2 separate regions of the Mus musculus genome follow, and region 1 is linked to region 2. Evidence: chromatin contacts called from public HiChIP or PLAC-seq data. All regions are on one chromosome and are shown on one strand. The core of a region is the stretch at or near the end of the contact, and the rest is flanking DNA. Distances in the headings are between cores, read along the strand shown.

What was found. HiChIP or PLAC-seq counts read pairs in DNA pulled down with a chosen protein or histone mark.
Region 1: a contact with region 2 is called in a FOXA1 HiChIP or PLAC-seq map of pancreatic cancer cells. The contact joins two enhancer-like sites.

Annotation. Positions count from the first base shown.
Region 1 is chr5:139,312,325-139,318,812 of GRCm38.p6, forward strand. The region is part of intron 1 of Adap1 (ArfGAP with dual PH domains 1); the gene reads right to left. Among named protein-coding and RNA genes, the nearest start is that of Adap1, 9.9 kb to the right of the region's middle. Within about 2 kb of position 2,882, at least 15 of the 459 cell types and tissues checked have an H3K27ac peak or open chromatin away from gene starts, as enhancers often do. A contact at or near this core is called in pancreatic cancer cells, where this site is marked.
Region 2 is chr5:138,773,403-138,780,141 of GRCm38.p6, forward strand. All of the region lies in intron 3 of Fam20c (family with sequence similarity 20, member C), which reads left to right. Among named protein-coding and RNA genes, the nearest start is that of Fam20c, 22 kb to the left of the region's middle. Within about 2 kb of position 3,084, at least 89 of the 459 cell types and tissues checked have an H3K27ac peak or open chromatin away from gene starts, as enhancers often do. A contact at or near this core is called in pancreatic cancer cells, where this site is marked.

The DNA of each region.
Region 1 (6,488 bases), core at 1,632-4,131, 540 kb after region 2:
ACTCAGGTCCTCATGATTTCCTGAAAGTCCACTGAACTCAGCCTAGGGGGAGTGAGGTTAGGGAAGAGCTTCCTCTTCTGTAACTTGAAAAAATATGTTGCTGGGCAGTGGTGGTGCACGCCTTTAATCCCAGCACTCGGGAGGCAGAGGCAGGCAGATTTCTGAGTTCGAGGCCAGCCTGGTCTACAGAGTGAGTTCCAGGACAGCCTGGGCTATACAGAGAACCCCGGTCTCGAAAAAACAAATATATATATATATATAGTTGTTTTGTTTTGTATGTTTTTCTAGACAGGGTTTCTCTGTGTAGCCTTGGCTGTCCTGAAACTCAATCTGTAGACCAGGCTGGCCTTGAACTCACAGAGATCCGCCTGCCTCTGCCTCCCAGGTGCTGGGGTTAAAAGGAGGAAAGGGGCAGGGGGAGAAATGTTGTAATTAAGTTGCAGTCTCAGAATAACAGCAAAAGACACATTACTCAAAGCAGACTGGGGGAAGGGGAAATAAGTTCTCTTGATGAAATGATGATCTGCTGGCTCTTTGGAAACTCCTGTCAAGAGAAGGAAAGGTGAAGGAGCAGCCACACCCACGGGAGGCCGATCCAATGAAAGCCTGGTTGGAGCTCAGCGACACAGCAAAGAACAGAGGATGAAAATAGGCAAAGTGGCAGATGCTTGCCCAAAGGGGTTCTGGAGGCTACGGGAAGCCCCCTCAGTCGAGGAGCTGCAAAGGGCCCGGAGCATGTCGCTGCATTTGTGTGTATGTGTGTGTGTGTGTGTGTGTGTCCGCACGTCCGTATGTATACATGTGTGTGTGGAGCCAGAGGACATCACCCTCAGGTCCCATCCACCTTGGTTTTGACTTTTGAGCCAGGGTCTCACTATGTAGCCCAGGCCGGTCTCAAACTCAGTGCCTCTGCCTCCCAAGTGCTGGGATTAAAGTCGTGCGCCACCACATCTAACTTCTTCCACCTCTATTTGTTTTGTTTTATTTTATTTTATTTTTGGTTTTTCAAGGCAGGGTTTCTCTGTATGGCTCTGACTGTCCCGAAATTCAGCTCACAGAAATCCACCTGCCTCTGCCTCCTGAGTGCTGGGATTGAAGTCATGCTCCACCATCGCCTGGCTCACTCCTGTTTTTTTGTTTTTTTTTTTAATATGGGTTCTGGGGACCCAAATCAGGTCCAAATGTTTGCACCTCATGGGCTTAATTAAATGAGTCATCTCCCCAGCCCCTGAGGGTGTCCTAAGATCATAAAAATGATCGGCAGCTGAACTGTGACCGTAGTCACTTCCTCCAGCTGGACAGGACAGATTCACTCCAGTGTGTTCCGTCTCAGCAAGGGCCCCCCATGGGAGCTGCCGGAACACATAGCCTCCCTCATTTCTCACCACCAGCCCAGGGCAGCCAGCTTGTCCAGATGCTGGCCCTGGGGTCAAGTCACAGCACAGGCTTTCTTGGAAGAAGTGCTACTGGTGTGACCGGTAGGTCATGTGACCGCCGCTTGCCTGGAGACCCAGGCTGCTCCGATACAGCATCCGCAAGTCTTTTAGATAAAGCCAACACCCTCTTCCTCAGCCCTTCCTCCACCACATATGATAGATATTCACTGGAGTCCAACACTGAAGCACACCTCACTCCATCTCCATGTGACCTCCACGTGCACTCATGTGCATGCATGTGTGTAGATGTGTGTATGGTATATACCCGTGTACATGTTTGTGCCTGTGTGTACAGTACATGCCTGTGCACATGTTTGTGCATGTAGAGGCCAAAAGCTGATGCCAGCTGTCTTTCTCAATTATTCCACCATATTGACAGTGTCTCTCACTGAATATGGAGTCCACCAATCCAGCTAGCTGGCCAGCAAGACTCAGAGACCCACACCTGCTATTTTACTTGGGTTCTGGGATCTGAAGTCAGGCCCTCCTGCCTGCCCAGCAAGACCTTCACCAACTGAACCTTCTCCCCAGACCCATCATACCCCTTTAAAGTGAAATCCTGCTTGTGGTTCAGTTTATGGAATAAAGCAAAGATAACTCAGGGTCAGACACCTGCCTGGGGTCACTCTATGGTAGATCTGGGACTTGAATACCAGTAAAACGTCTTCCAGGACCCAACTCTGCCCTGGGGTCACCTTCCTGGTACCTGCGGCTGGTCCTATAGGAACGGGGGAAAGAGGACTGAGACCCTGAGGTAGAAGTAATCCCTAACTGAGTCCTTTGGCCTGGTTACCTGGGAACATTTTCTCGCAGTCATGACCTCACAGGGGCCTATAAAGGCCACCAGCACCTGGTCAAAAGGCCAGAAACTCTTGTTTCAGTTCTGACAAGAGCTGATGGCAGAGAGATGGGTGACCCCAAACCTCTGAATTCTTGTCACCTTGAAGAGTCTAGCCAGGACCCCCTGGTGTACCTGGAACCCCAGGCTTAGAATGGAAGGTGACAAGGCCCAGGATTGGACTCCAGCCTCGCCTTGTCCACTGTCTACCTTCCCCTCAGGCAAGCCCTACACCTCTGCCAGACAGGGCCCAGCCCAGTACAAAAACACCAGTCTCCCTCTAGTCCCCACAGGTGGCAGTAATAACCATCCTGACCTGCTGTCTCTCTGGTGGGAAGTGGGAGAAGGTAGAAGGAAGAGTTGTTTCCCAATGTCACGTGGTGTCAGGGCTTAGAGTCATACTTGGGGTCCCTGCTGAGGAAGCCTAAGCCCAGACAGGCCTCAATCCCAGAAAACTACATTTATTTACACTAAGGAGAGGTCACAGACGGGTAGCTGTGGTGTGGCCAGGAGCCAGCCATGGGAGGCAAGCGTGGGCAGGAAGCCAGGAGGCCTTCCTGGAGGAAGAATCTGAGCTCTAGCTGTGGAAATGGGTGGTACTGGTTAGGAGGTGCGGGGCGCAGCAGCAGCCAAGGACAGAGCTCGGCCAAGCCCAGGGCAGCAGGTGTGGCCTCCCGCCTTACCCCATTCTGAAATCCCCTCAGCAGAGACCTCGTACTGTAGGACTTGCAGAGATTCCACCCAAGGGAAACCTGGTAGGTAAAGTGGCCAGCGAGGTCAGTAAGGTGGTTTCCTGCCTCCAGCACACCGTTGGCCTGCCCAAAGCTCTGTGCCAGCCACGCTTTGCCTTATAAACTGCTGTGAAAGTCTGAAGCACTTTCCCAGCTGGCAGGCCCTGGCTCTACAAAGTCACCACAGGGCCTTGTCCCAGCCTTGGAAGCTTTCCAACTGAAACTCTAATTGTGTTGTTAGGTTTTTTTGTTTGTTTGTTTGGTTGGTTGATTGGTTTTTGGTTTTTCCGTGATAGGATTTCTCTGTATAGCCCTGGCTGTCCTGGAACTCACTGTAGACCAGGCTGGCCTCGAACTCAGAAATCTGCCTGCCTCTGCCTCCCAAGTGCTGGGATTAAAGGTGTGTGCCACCACCGCCTGGTGTGTTGTTAGTTTTGAGACGGGGTCCCACTATGTAGCCCAAGCTGGACTTCAACTCACAATGATCTTGCCTCCCTAATGGTGAGATTTCACCTGGTGTGTGTGTGTCTGTCTGTCTGTCTGTCTGTCTGCATGTGTGTCTCTCTATATCTGATGGTGTCTCTCTATGTCTGTGTGTGTGGTATATGTGTATGTGTGTGTGTGCATAGCATATGTGTGTCTATGTGTGGGGTGTGTGTAGTGTATGTGTGTGAGTCTGTGTGTGATGTATATGTAGTGTGTGTGTGTCTATGGTATGTGTATCTGTGCATGGTATATGTGTGTCTATGTGTGCTTTGGTATATGAGTGTGTGTGTGTATGGTATGTGTGTATGTGTGTGTGTTTGTGTCTATGGTATGTGTATCTGTGTATGGTATATGTGTGTCTATGTGTGCTTTGGTATATGAGTGTGTGTGTGTGTGTGTGTGTGTGTGTACTTGTACAGAGGCCAGAGGAGGACATTGAAGGTCCTGCTAGATTGCTCTCTACCTTAATCCCTGAAGATAGAGTCTCTTACTAAAACTAGAGCTAACACTGGTGGCCAACAAACCCCAGCGTTCCTCCTGTTTCTGCCCCCCCCCCCCTTCACACACACCAACTAGGGTTACAAGTACACAGATCCATGCTCGGCTTCCTACATGGGTGTTGGGGATTTGAACCCAGATAGATCCTCATGCTTAAGCAGCAAGCATTCTTATCCATCAAGCCATCTCCCCAGCCCGAGGCTATGATTTAAAACGGTCCTGACACCATTGTGTGTGTGACCCTGGGCAGCACAGCCCTGGAAGTGTCCAATACAGAAGTAGATTCCAGCCAGATAGCACCCAGACCAGCTCTGAAGGCAGCAGCACCATGGGGTGGCTCCTGGACAACTGACTGTGTTTACCAGGTCAACTCAGGACTAACCATGTCTCAACTACCTTGTGCCTTAGTTACTCACTGTCTGACATCTCCGTGCCCACCAGAACAAAAGGCTCCAAGATCCTGGATGGGTGCCACAGAGTAAAGGGGTCAAGTTAAAATCCACACACAGGGGCTGCAGAGATGGCTCAGCGGTTAAGAGCACTGACTGCTCTTTCAGAGGTCCTGAGTTCAATTCCCAGCAACCACATGGTGGTTCACAACCATCTGTAATGAGATCTGATGCCCTCTTCTGGCGTGTCTAAAGACATCTACAGTGTACTCATATAAATAAAATAAATAAATCTTAAAACAAACAAACACAAAACCTGAACACAGACCACTGGCTAGGTACCAGGAGAACTGGTCAGGCCTCCCTCATACCCCACAGAGGTCCTGGCTCCATTTCAATGTACTTTCCCCACACTTACTGAGACTCATTGCTGCTACCTGGGCCACACCTTAGCTGCCCAGGATCCCAGAATTCTCTGCCCATTAACTTGGAAACTGTTCTAGGGCCCATGCTATCTCAAGACAGGCCATAAAAGTGGCCTGGGCTATGGAATGGTAAGCCAGAGATCACAGATCAGAGATCACAGATGCGAGGCTGAGTCCCCAGCACCCACCAACACCCTGGTTCAACACCCTGGTTGCCCAGTCCTCACTTCTGCTGGGTCAACCACTCTGACTGCCCAAGGCCACGCCCCCTCCTTCCCCCTGCCCTGCCTCTCCTGGTCCTTCCAAGGTGACTCAGTCCCTGGGTGCTTCCGGGAGCAGCTGAGCAGGTCAGGCGTGTTCTGGGGCTGAGCCAGGTGGGGCAGGTGTGTCCCCCTTGGTCAAGGCCTAGGCATGGGGAGGAGCGGAGCAGTGGACCCTATCAGTGGAATGTGACTCTGGCAGCCCTGTGGCTCAGCTTTTAGAGACCTTTGCTCTTCCAAAGGTCAGGCTCGTGGCCAGATAGCCTGTTTGCTACCCAGAGTAAAGGCAGGTGGGCAGCTTCAAGCTGGAGGGTAGGAGGCCTTCAAAAGAAATAGAATACAAGGGTGTCCGGAGTGGCACATATACATAGCTGCCCCCAGCAATCCACCTGCATGGGGGTCCCTTTTCCTGACCTACCTCTAGGGTTCTCTCTCCTACCCCACTGGAGTGAGAGCATCGGGAGCTTCGATGGATGCTGCCGATTCCCACAATGAGGCTGTGTGTGCTTCCTATGGAGTTTGCACTCAGTCAGTTCCTGGGCCCTAGATGCTGGAGGCTCTGACTCTCTTCTAGGCAGGGCGAGTGGAACTCCCCGCCCCCTCGCCCTTGTGCCTCCCCTCCTATTCAGATGAAGACACCATGCTCCGTAGTCTCTACCCTGACACTCCTCTTCTCTGGGTCCCCACTGCCACAGGGGCTCAGGCTCCCTGCTCTGTGCTCGACTGGGCTCGAAACCTATTTTAAGAACCAGCTAGAAGTGATGGCGCCGTAAGAGACTGGGTTTTAGACACCACTGTGTCTTCATGGAGTCGGTTAATTTTACCACATGCGAATTGTGCTGGGAGGGTTTTTAAAAAGGAGAAAGAAGCATCTACATGCTGGTGCGCCCCAGTTCTGCCTCTCCTGAGAGGCACGCGCAACCCCACCCACGCATCCCAACACCCGCCCACGTTCTGAGTGGCAGCTCTGCCCTCCAATACCATCCAGCCCAGCTACTCTCAGATTATTTATTGGTGGTGGTGGGGCGATATTTATTTACTTAATTATTTTATTCATTTTCAAGATAAGATCTCACTTTGTAGCTCCAGCTGTCCTGGAAGTCATTCTGTAGACGAGGCTGGCCTCGAACTCACAGGGATCCACCCGTTTCTGCCTTCCAACTGCTGAGATTAAAGGCCTGCGCCACTACGCCCAGCCGGTTTTAGTTTTGAGACAAGGTCTCACTTTGTAACTCACGCTGGCCTCAAATCCAGAGCAATCCTTCTGCCTCACAGCATCCTGAGTGCCAGGATGCAGACCTATGCCCACCACACCTGGTTTCTTGGATGCCTCTGGTCTGCAACATCAGCGGTTGACCCTCTACATAGTCAAAGCTGGGACCCTTCCTGGCCGCTGTGCTTCATGGTTCCCACTGCTGCAGATAA
Region 2 (6,739 bases), core at 1,834-4,333:
AGAGGTTGTCTGACACCGTCAGGATTGAGTCCCTACAAGGTTCCAGCCGCTCTGTCTGAAGCATAGGCAGCAGGTACTAGACACAGATGTCCACCCGGGACTTCAGCTCCTTCCCTACAGCTACTTAGCAAGAGTTCAGGGCTGGATGCTGAAGCTGGTCTTTGGTATGTCTGTGAGGCATTAATTACTGATGTGAGAGGGCACAGGTGGTGTCACCCTTGGCCACAGAGGTCACACCTTCCTGTGGGATCCAGGGGGAGACATCTGGGGTCTGAGCACAGACATAAGCACTGAGCGAGGTTAGTGACCTGAGGGCGTTTAGGATTCGGACGGACACTTGCTCCTGGCTCGGATCACAGACATAAGCACTGAGCGAGGTTAGTGACCTGAGGGCGTTTAGGATTCGGACGGACACTTGCTCCTGGCTCGGATCAGTGTTCTGGGTTGAGGGCACACAGTTCCTGCTTTGGTACAGAATGGAGGAGCTGGGGAGATGGAAAGGATGCTGTGGGGCACGGGGATGAAAGAGTGAGGAAAGGAAGCAGGCTGGGCAGTGTGATGGAGGAGGCTGCCTAGGAAACTGTGGTAGTCTGATGCTTTGTAGCTGTGATTAAAAGAAAAACAACACACTGACCCAGAGCAACTAAGAGAATAGAGGGTGTCTGTGGCTTATAGGCCATCATTGAGAGAAGTCAAGGCAGGAGCTATAAGGAGGAACCTAGAAGCAGGATGTAAAATGCAGAAACCGTGAAGGAACACTGCTCACTGGCTTGACACCCATGGATGGCTCGGCTTGCTTTTTTTATACAACCCAGGACCACCTGGCCAAGGGTGACACTACCCACAGGACCTGTGCCCTCTCACATCAGTAATTAATGCCTCATAGACATACCAAAGACCAGTCTTATGGACGCAATTCCTCAACTAAGGTTCCCTTTTCCAATGTTGTGTTAAGTTGACAAAGACTAGCCAGAGGGGTTGGGGGGGGGGTGGGGACCTTTCACTGGGCACAGTGATGGGACATAGGAGCAAGTGAAGAGAACACTTCTGGCCTTGTGGCTGATGACATTTGAGGACCCACTACCTTTCAGATCTTTCCATACCTGTGGGCTGGGACTGAGGTGCCATCAATAGTGTGGGGAAGGGCTACCCTAAGTGGGCCTCACATGAGGAAGGAGATCTGACTTAGAATATCCTGGACAGTCAAGTTACTATGCAGTTAGTAGCTGTGGGTGGTTGCCTGTCTGGGCGATTGAGTACTTAGAAATAGCTTGGATGCCCATAGGTGGCTGTGTGACTGTGGGCAGTATTGTAGCTGGGTGATTTTGTGTCTGGGACAGTTGGCTGTGTGACAAGGTTAGGTTCTGCAGCTTGGTGGGTGGTCTGGGTGTCTGTGGGCAGCTGGATGGCTGTATGTAAATGCCACCTCTTGAGCACACATCATGTTCTTTAATCTTCCTGGAGATCACATATGTGTATTATTTTTTTTTTGTGACGGACTTTTCTTCACGGAGAAGAACAAAGCTTGAACAGGTGAGAGTAAACAAGGCCCAGGCCACAGGCCAGGGATGAAGCCAGGATTCCTGGCTTAGGTGCCAGGCCCTTGGGGCACTACCGCTTAGAAGAAAGGCTGCCTGAGCCTGGAGCCAGATATTGTGTGGTGAAAAGACATAACCACTCTAGTCCAGGCTGGTCTGGAACTCACTCTTTAGCTCAGGTTGGCCTTCAATATGCAGTAATCCTCCTGCATCAGGCTCTTGAGTGCTGAGCTAAGACTGTCGGCGAATGCCACCATGTCCAGTGCCTCTGGGGCTTTCCGTAGTGTTGTACAGTATGCTGGTGATCTCAGTAGTCTACACTGAACCAAGCACTGTGGCCCTTTGACACACTTGTATGACTCACTGTCCACTGAGGTCACAGTAGGAACCTTATACCCCAGACTGAGTCTAGTTAGTCCTCATGATAGACATCCGAGGATTGTGGGTGTCCTCGAATGCTTTCTGTGCAGATTGTGGCCTTGGCCTTGGCTGGTCAGGAGGTAGGAGGTGGCAGGTAACAGAGTGATACCTACAGCTCATCTGGCCCAGCCTAGATCCAGGGATGTCTTGCTCAGAACCCTTTGAGGTAAGAGTCTGTCCTGATAGCCCGGCACACTACAGGCCCCTTTTCTCTTTGTGTTCCTTTGCTTGGTGACAGGAAGCCTGGTCACCAGTAAGAAGGCGTTGGGGAAGAGCTGGCAGAAGGTGAAGAAGGAAGGGTGGGATGGAGACATTATTCATTTCACAGAAACTCAAGTTTGGCCCCAAAAGCAGATGTTATGCGCGAAGGAAGGAAAATGCAGAGTGCCTGAAACAGGGCTGGAGAGATGGCTCAGCAACTGAGAGAACTGGTTGCTCTTACCCAGCCCTCAGCACCCACATGCAGCTCATAACATCTGTAACTCTAGCCTCAGATTATCTGATGCCCTCTTCTCATCTCCATGGGCACCAGACACATTTGTGGCACACTTAAATCTGGGGATTAAAAAGGTATCTGAGACAGTAGAAACATTTGAGGCAGAGATCTCATGCTGGGGGTTAGCCATCTACTCCAAAAAGGGCAGGGCCCTGTTCAACATTAGGACGGAGAGAGAAAACTGGGAGGGAAATAAGAGAGTTTCAGATGCTGGGCCCACCCTGGAAGGAGGCCTAGTGTGGTCCTGGACTGAGGAGGAGATGTCAGAGAAGTTCTAAAGTCAGGAAGGGACATATGAACATGTTCCTGGAGTGGGCAGGGAATCTCGTGTGTTCCTGGGGTGGGCAGGGAACCTCTGTGTGTTCCTGGGGTGGACAGAAGGCCTCAGTGTGTTCCTGGGGAGGGCAGGAGACCTCAGTGTGTTCCTGCGGTGGGCAGGGAACCTCTGTGTATTCCTGGGGTAGGCAAGGGACCTTAATGCAGTCTGACAAGTCAAACAGAACATCACACAGGGGTGGCCATGGCAAGGCTCAGCAACACTCAGGTTTGAAGCCCAGTGAACAGGGTTAGAGATTTCTAAGGATCAGCTGGCCTGCTGGTGAACAGCTCATACTTTGGCTGCTCTGTGCCTTCTCCAGGCCCCCAAAGCAAACAGATTGCCCAATCCTGGTCACGGGTGTGGAGCCAACAGAGGCCTGGGCCTGGCCAGAAGTAGACAAGGACCCTTTTGTATGTACTGTCAGCTTACACTGGCCTCCCAGCCTGTGCCCATCCTTGGCTGTTTTAAGGCCTGGCCTCCTAGCTTTCTGATGCTTCCATGTGCTCTTGAATAGGGACTAAAGGTCAGAGCTTAAACCTTCAGTCACTCATCAAGGGGCAGCCTGAACCCCTTCATATTATCTGGGTTGCCCTGTGACTCACCATGCTCAAGAGATCTGGCCTCTGGGAGATGGACTTGTCTGACAGAGTCATCAGGGAAGGCTCCCTGTTTGGTATGGTTCAGCTTTCTCAGCTGAGCCATCATGAGGAAGACATACTTCCTGTCCCATGAGACCATCAACACAGAACCGTGCAGAGGCAGTTTAGAGGGGAGTAGACCTCATTGTAAGGGGAGCACATTCAGGCAGTGGAACATAGAACTCTGGAGGGTCTAGGGACAGGCAGGGTAACCCTACCACCAGCTCTATGTACCATATGTGCAGAGCCGCTTTGTAGCCAGCCACTCTGGCTAGTCTAGAATGGTGGTTCTCAGCCTTCCTGACACTGTGGCCCTTGTACACAACTCCTTGTGTTGTGGTGAACCCTCAACCATTAAGTTATCTCATTGCTACTTCATGGTTGTAATTTCTCTACGGTTATGAATTACAGTGTAAATAAACTTCTGGCTTGCAGGATATCTGATATGCAACTACTGTGAAAGGGTCATTCAACCCCAAAGAACAGCCAAGGATAGGCACAGGTTGAGAACCACTGGTCTAGAAGGCAGTGTTCATGAGGATCTGGAGCAGCCGGGTCATGAGCAGGCACAGATTTTGAAGAGAGCACCTCAAACTAGGATTGAAGGTAGAGATTGGCCACAGACCACAGGCACAACCTGTGACTTCACATGAGACTTTGAAAGCTGCCTAAGTCACTTTCTGAATGGCATCTGATGAGAACATGGGCTATGGCACTCTTTTATCTACTGCTCCCTGCAATACACTAAGCAGCAAGAACAAGAGGTGGCCCCTGATGACATCAGAGGCAAGGCTACAGACATAGGGTCAAGAATGAGACCAAGAACATGGCAATTGGTAGGGACCAGGGAATGAGAACATGCTATGAGTGATGGGGTGGGCCTCACCAGGGCACTGGCGTGAAGATGGAGGGAACCAGGTTTACAGCAGCCCAGCAGCACCTCTGGACATCTTGAGAGACTCTGTCTGATTCCTCAAGCCTCTCATTGAAGCCTGTGGTCTGATTTCCCAGGCACTGTTGCAGGAAGCAGATGTCTAATGGGGAAAGCCCCTAAGGGCTTGGGGTAATATTGAGTGGGTTGCCACTGGTATTTGCTGAGGGCTTGGAGACCCAGGGTTCAGGTCTGAGCAATGCAGAGTGGAGAGGCTCAGTGTACCTGGGACGTGGGGGGCACCCAATGTGAAGAAAGTACACATTATGCATGGAACATGCTGGGTGAGAGTATACAGCTATGTGTACATATATATGTATATGTGGTTGTATACATAAGTATGTATTCCATGTACATTCATGTGTTTGCATATTTCATGCACGTGTTCTTATATGAGTATATTTTGCACATGTGTAGGTATGTATTATATGTGTATTCTTATATGTACAGGTATGTATTACATATATAGGTTCATGTGCATTGTCTATGTATGCTTCTTTGTGGGGGTATCTATTGTAGGCGCTCATATTTATTACATGTGTGTGCTTGTGTGTATGGGTGTTTATTATGTATGCTTCTATATGTGGGTTATTGCATTGTTCCTGTCTAGTGCATGTGTGTTTGTAGGCTACATGTACATACATGTGGGTGAGCATATGAACATTTCTGTGGTCCAGGGCCAAAATAGTAACTAACTCCACTGTAGCAGCTGGGACCTGGACTTGTGGAGCAAATGATGTTGGGGGTGGACATATCCTTGCAGTAACTTTGCAGAAGGGGCTGTTGGTGTCGAGGGAGTTTCTCTGTTGCTTTCTTTGGAGCACCGTCTGTGACCTTCCTGCCTTGGAGAGCACCACAATGGCTCAGGTGTAGACCGTTGAGTCATTTCCAGATCTGAGGATTAGGTTTGTAGTCACAGGAACACGATCCATATTAATTTTGAAAAACAAGCAAGCAATAACTCTGGCAGAGCCAGCCTAGACATCGGGGCAGCAGAAGATCCAGGACACAGCAGGAGTGCGGGGAGCCACCCCCCACAGAGAACCCATCCTCAGCTGAGCCTGGGCACAGAGCCAGCCTGCAGGTACCCTGAGCTTGTAGCCTGCCTAGCAACTCTAACAGCTGCTATCTCCTGAGTTCCATTGTCAGCAGAACAAGCAGACTTTAATGAGGTCCATGACATCTGCAGATGATCTCTCTGAAAGGGAGGGGCGGAGCTCACCAATCAGAGAGCTCTGTGGGCAGCTGAAGAGTCTCCCTTGCTCTCCCTGCTTTGTTCAGCCAGAGCCTTTATGGCCTTTCTCCTGCTGTCTAAGGGTCCCGCGTCCAACTGTGCAGGACACAGCTACTATCTCTGAGCCTCTCTGAGCCTCTAGGAAAGACTGGCCAGTAACTTCCCGTTCTGGGAGCCCGTGATCCTAGTGGGCAGGGACCCATGCTGACTCCAGCTCAGTGAGAAGGTCTCAGCCAGCCTCTTAAGAGCCATCATGTCCTCATGTATTCACAGACAGGGACCCCGAGCACAGAAGGAAATGCACCCCCACCATCTGTCTGCAGAACTGGCTCTCACTTTTGGCTTCTCTCCACACCGTCTGACTGGTCAGCACAGGTCTTCGAGACATTCCTAACCCCCATTTGTCTTCCATTTCTTCTATTTTGAGATGATTTTCACATCAGATTGCCCTCAAACTCATTATGTAGCTGAGGGTAGCATTGAACCTGGGTTCTTCTGCCTTGACCTCGTAAGGCCGAGAATTACAGGTGTTCACTGACAGCCTTCTGGAATGTTCGGTTGGTTGGTGGTTGGTTGGTTGGTTGGTTGGTTGGCTTGGTTTGGTCTGGTCTTGGTACTAGGGATTATGTTTGATAGGTAAGTACTGGTTGAGCCACATCCCCTGCCCTACCCCCATCTTAATGCCTGACATACGGTCCTATGGCTACTTAGGTCCCACTAGCCCCCCTGGCACCCCAAAGTTTCCCAGATGGCCAAAACAGCATTGCCTGAGGCTAACTTCAGCAGTTAGCCATCTCCTGTTCTTACTCAACAGCTGGAAGGCTATTTACTTATGACAGGAAGGAATTATTAACAAACGGTGGTAGCACTGCTGAGAAATGGCAGGGACAAGAATGAGTTACAAAACCCAGCAGAGCCAGCTCAGAGCAAAACCACAGGCTGAACCTGCTGCGCCCTCACATCCTTGGTGATCTCCTAGGGACCTCAGCATCAGCTATGCTGGGACCTTTTCTCCTGATGCTCCAGGGAAGGTGACCCCCACTTTAAAAAGTCCAAGCAAGTCATTTTCTCCAAAAATTGTTTGAAACAGCCACGCAGAAAGTGTCATCTCCCCCCCCCCCCCCGTGGCTATGATAGTTGCTAGGGAACCCACAGTGTCGAGG